2 separate regions of the Anser cygnoides genome follow, and region 1 is linked to region 2. Evidence: chromatin contacts called from public Hi-C data. All regions are on one chromosome and are shown on one strand. The core of a region is the stretch at or near the end of the contact, and the rest is flanking DNA. Distances in the headings are between cores, read along the strand shown.

Region 1 (2,700 bases), core at 200-2,699, 230 kb after region 2:
CAAGCAAAGGTCATTTCTCTCAGCTTAACTACTTCACGAATAAGACTAGAAAAAGCGCCTAAAATCGTTAGGGGTAAGCACAAAGAAGCAAAGTAAAAATTAAGTAGTTATTGCCTAACTTGATTTTTTCCATTTAGCATTTCAAACACCATTTGGGTCCTGTTTCTAGGATAAATGGAGAATGCTGTGTTTGCATACGTGTGTGAGAAAAGCTGGATGGAGGGCCTCATGGGTTACAGCAGTGGACTAGGAGCCACCAGTGACTTGAAGTTCTGGCGACTCCTGGGCCTTCAGCTCTCCTGACTTTAAGGACAGTCATTCAACGGCCTTACACAGAAGTTTTCTCATCTGTGGGGCGGAGGTATTACTCTACAGAGCTGAATGAACATAAACTGCATTTAGAGAACATGGCAGCGTGTTTGAAGCAATACATAACTGTATGCGTTATGGTAGAGGTACGTTCCCTCACAGTTTGCAGTGAGTTACACTGAAAAGCACAAATGGCCACTGACTACAGGAGTCTTCCTGATACTTCACCGGGGAAGCCACCAATTAACCTTGCCCCCGGCTCTCCATGCAAAGCCCTGTCCAGAACTGCTGTCCTTTCTGTGACTCCGCATGCTCCTCTTTGCGCTGGTGGAAAAAAAACGCACAAAAACACACACGCGCACATAAAGACCACAAGTATTTGCAGCTCATAGCTCTTTATTGAAATTCCGGTCCTGAATCGCATCAGCAGCCACCCCTGCGTGTGGGGCAGGAGGTAACGCACTGCGGGCCGGTGGGACGGGAGGAGGAGGAGGAGGAGGAGGAGGAGGAGGAGGAGGAGGGGGAGGAGGAGTGCTGGTGGTGACCTCAGGCTACCTCCGGGGCGCACCAGGCGGCCTGTCCCGAGCTGACACCGGGGCCGACCGACTTTCGTGCGGCCGCTCCCTCCCCCGACCCAGACACATCAATCCCGGCGCCCTGCCGGCAGCCTCCCGCCGCCCTTGCGGCCATAAACTTCCCCCTCCTCCTCCTCCTCCTCCTCCTCCTCCTCCTCCTCAGCGCCATGCCCCCTCCCTCAGCGCCGCCCCCGCCCCTACCACCGACCGCCGCGGGGGGGGGGGGGGGGGGGGCGCTCCTCGCCGAGCAGCCAATGGTCGGCGGTGCACGGAGGAGGGGGGGGGGGATGAGCGCGAGGCACGCCGGGAGATGTAGTTCGCCGGCGCCGCCATTTTGTGGCGAGGGAACTACAACTTTCCCGCGGAGCGAGGACAATTGCCGGGCCCTGCGCGGAGCCCCGCGGCCAGGCCAGGTGCTGCCAGCGACCGGCGGGCCCCGGCGCACGGCCGAGCCCGGGGGACGGGCGCAGGGCCGGAGCGGAAAGGAGAGGAGGCGGCGGCGGCAGCGGGGCGGGGAGGGGAGGGAAGGGGAGGGGGCAGGGCAGGGCGGCGAGGCCGAGCGTGCTGCGCGCTGAGGGACCGTCGCCAAATTCCCCCCCAGGGCTCGCAGCGGCGACCTTGGGCCGGGTGCTGCGGCTGGCGTGCGGGTTGGGAGTTGCGGGCATGCCCTAAGCGGTGCCCGGCTGTGTGTGCGTGTGCCTGTGTGTTGTATATATATCTATATACACGCGCGCACACACACACGCAGACATATATATTATAAAAAAAAAAAAAAAAAAGAGGCAGCCCAGGTCCATTTAAAGTTGCTGGCGGAGAGCTGTTCTCATTGGTTAGGGGGGAGCTGGAGGAGCAGAGACACACACAGTGCGTGCAGCCCTCACTGCTGCTGCTGCTGCTGCTGCTGCTGGAGCTGCTGCTGGTGCTGCTGCTGCTGCTGCTGCTGCTGCTGGAGTTGTCTCTGCTGCTTTTCCCTGCTGCAGCAGCGCCAACGTGACTTCCAACATTTTTGTTATTTATCTTCTCCCTTCAGTCCCTTTCCTTTTCCAAGATGTAACTACGGCTCTGACACTAAGGACCTGCAGATCGCTTAGGTGGCTCGAGAAGGAAAAAAGGGGATATCGAGGGCGTCGTTTTTTGTGTTTAGGGGGAAATTTTCCATTATAATGTTTCACTAAAGTGAATTTTTTTTTTTGTTTCCTTCGCATTCGTCTTTTTTTTTTTTTTTCGTCCCCCATACCTCGGATTTATTGCTAGGAGAATCACATTGTGAGGAAAGAAAAGTCGGATTACAAGATACCACTACAAACAACCCCCTCCCCCCCAGGATTTTTCGGTATTTTTTTTTTTTAATTGTCGCGGCTTTAATTCATGAAGCAATTGTCCCCTTTTGCAATCAGAATTTGGATACCAGAATGAGCAAAGAAAGACCCAAGAGGAATATAATTCAAAAGAAATACGTAAGTGGTCATAACGTATATCATTTGACTCCCAATTTTAGGAAATGGCAGTGAATGTCAAGTTTATAGCTAATTCTGCGGCTATACGGTTTTTAAAAGAAATGTAATGCTGGATTTGTTTGGGGTTTTGTGTGTTGTTGTTGTTGTTGTTTTCTTTTTTTTTTTTTTCCTGCGGTGTGGTGGGGGAGTTTCAGAGGCCCCCTTTTCCCGGGGAAGCCTTCCATCCAGCCGGGTTATAAAACCAGCCTGTGCCTCGCGGTTCCCCCGCTGAACAAATGTATTGACCTCAAATGACACAATCATCATCTAGTTTTCGATGAAAGGCGGGGAGCTCGGGGGGCTGCCGCGGGGGGGATGCA
Region 2 (2,700 bases), core at 83-2,582:
AATTGAGAGCAGCAACCGAGGATATTGGATAGTACCATGTAATTATATAACTTTCTAATAAATCAGATTTTTATCAATAGTAGCATATATTTCATTTAATCTTATTCCAATTGTTTTGTATTTCTCCTTAAACATGCAAAACAAGCTTTCAGGAGAGGTTGCTATCATTTTCAGGTTTTAAAGTGCTTTTGTGGACTGCAAATTCATGGACATTCACTAAAACATACAGCTCATTTCTCACCCATATTTTGGTTTGGTTTAGATTCATTCTACATTGATACAGCTCTCACACTCTGTGTCTGAAAGCAAACAGAGATCCTAAGATACCATCACAGTAAACACCCTGGAATAAAAAGAAAACTCAGAGAATTTAGCAAATACTTGCTATTCTCCAGCACTAATGAGGCAGAATCTCTTCCAGATTAATAAGTAACAGTTGGCTGTCTAGAAAACAGAGGATGGAGAAAGGTGGGGGCAGCGGCTGCTTTTCTTAGCCAGGCTGAGCGGAACAAGGCAACCACTATTTTGCAGAGGTGTGTAAAAACTGACAGCTCTGACCTTAACCCCCTCAAGTTTGCAATACAGCGTTTGTCTGAAGCTTCAGCTACACCCACTCTTCCCCTTCTGATTTAAACATCCCCCCATGTTTTAGTTTAACTTTCAATTTTCTAAATTAAAAATACTTGAGAAACCTAGAGGCTTTTTAAAGTCTTTTGCCATCAAGTGATCTGCTGGACGTAGCCAGGTTGACCATTAATCCCAGGCAGTCTGCTAGTGGGTACATCTGAGTATTGGGAGGATTTGGGGGTACCACTGCTCTTCTCTACAGCACCAGCAAAGCCCATCAGTATTTCACTGCTCTGGCTCCTCATCACAACCCTGCCCTCAGCTGCCCTCCCTTGACTCACTCGAGCAGGAGGCCCTTGTAAACAGAGATAAGCAAACTTCAAAAAGTCCAGATTCTGTTTGGGTAAGTGGCCAAAAGTTCAGAAACGGGCTTGGAAACACAGTGAGAATCGACTTTCTTGGGAGATGGCCAAACATTTTCCACTGAGGCTGGGCTATAAACACTTCAAGAATAGCCTCTCTCGTAGTATTTTGGTGGTATTTGTTTCTCATCCTGTCTGGCTGGGAAAGTAAAGCATCATAAAAACAAAAGGGCTCAGGAATAAATCTTCAGGCCTGCTTCTCTCTGGTCTTTTGCCCAAGCCCTGGGTGAACTGGGAGCTGTGACTCCTGCTCCCTTTGCCCATGTCACCTGCAGCATGTGGGGAGCGGATGGCAAGGGCACAGCGCGTCTTACAGCTTAGGCACCTAAAAGCTGCCTGCTTCCCAGCATGGATCTCCTTCCCCTTCACCTTGCTCTACATCAAAAGCCTACTGAAAATAAAGAGGAAGGGAAAATTTTTTTTCCTGGTCATCTTTCCTGGGTCAGCTCACCGTGGAGTTCAGACACATGCCGGAGTTAGTGCAAGGGTAGGGGCAGGACTTTGCAAGGCTGGGGACAGCAGAGAGGGAGGGGGACCAACCCTGCTCAGCAGCAGCCAGCTATAAATGGGAAACCACAGCCAGAGACCTTGAACACTAAGTTAAAGTCTGTCCTTGTCGTATGGAAACATACTTCTCTGCTTTTAGGAACTGAGATGAGTCACCAAATTCATTCGGCCAGCAGTAGAAACTAGCCCTCCTTTCTGAAGCTCACCCACAGCTCCATCTAGGCCATTGGCTCAGATGGCATGGGCACTGAAGTGGACAAGCATAACCTCCTTGCTCCATCTTGGGGCAAGCCACCCTATAGCCCCTAACCAAGGCACACATCACCAGCAGCAGTGCACCGGGGGCTGGGTGGGAGGGCACAGCTGCCACCATGAATGAGGTCCAAGCAGGATACCAAGGCAAACAGAGCAGATGGAGAAAACAGCAGTCCTGGATAACAACACAAACACTTCCAGGAGAGGGGGAGCGTATGAAACCTGCCTGGTGTGTGTCACGATTGGGTGGCACCTGAAGCTGAGCTAGCCACCTGTAAAGCAGCCTCTGCACCTGTGATGTCTGCTGGGCTTCTCAGCAGCCTGAGGTCTCTGCAGCCATCTGGGGAAAGGAGAGCAGGTGTGGGGGCATGTAAGCCTTGTACCCATCTGCCCAAAAGTGGGGACTGCTCCCCCTCTCCTCCTCCTTCCCTTGTGCCAGACCCAAGGCTCATCTGAGCCAGTCCGACTTGGCAATCCAGAAGAAAAACGAGCCAAAGGAGTCCCAGGAAGTGAGGTGTTCCCTGACAGGTTGAACTTTTGGATCTTGGCCTGCAGACAGGGCACCTCTAGGGCCCTCTTTCAGCCAGGGCACGTTTAGGGCCCTCTTTCCTCTTTCACCCATCTCCACACAACTTCCACTAGCTGCACTGTTTTTGCGCCCTCCAGCTCTTGGCACTGGAGCAATGGCTTCGAGGGCCGCTGCAGGGACATGGAGCAGGGGGACAGAAGGGGACAGGCCACTAATCACACTACCCCCGCCCAGCCATCCCCAACTTTCAGGTGTGACAGCTGCCCTTGCCCCCACCCCGCGGGTGACATGCGTGTGGTTTCACACGGCTGGGAGGGCGGCCGGCACCAGGAAGCCACAGGGTGGCTTGGGCCCATGGGGTGTAAATCACCCAGTGGCAGCCACTCGTCACCTCTGCCGGGAGACTCCCTGCTTCACACC

What was found. Hi-C and Micro-C count contacts between places; a contact is called where the count stands out from the background.
Region 1: a Hi-C map of liver shows a contact between it and region 2, with 2.5 times the contacts expected there. The contact joins the promoter of JARID2 here to the enhancer-like site in region 2. A contact is called at or near these places in 3 of 7 Hi-C or Micro-C datasets (granulosa cells and liver).

The regions. Positions count from the first base shown.
Region 1 is chr2:53,907,499-53,910,198 of Taihu_goose_T2T_genome, forward strand. JARID2 (jumonji and AT-rich interaction domain containing 2) reads left to right here and starts at 1,450. Exons shown (of 18, transcript XM_048057982.2): 1 at 1,450-2,341. The coding sequence starts at 2,297.
Region 2 is chr2:53,675,214-53,677,913 of Taihu_goose_T2T_genome, forward strand. The region is part of intron 3 of LOC106041719 (a long non-coding RNA gene); the gene reads right to left. Among named protein-coding and RNA genes, the nearest start is that of CD83, 140 kb to the left of the region's middle. Within about 2 kb of position 1,333, at least 1 of the 3 cell types and tissues checked has open chromatin away from gene starts, as enhancers often do. A contact at or near this core is called in liver, where this site is marked.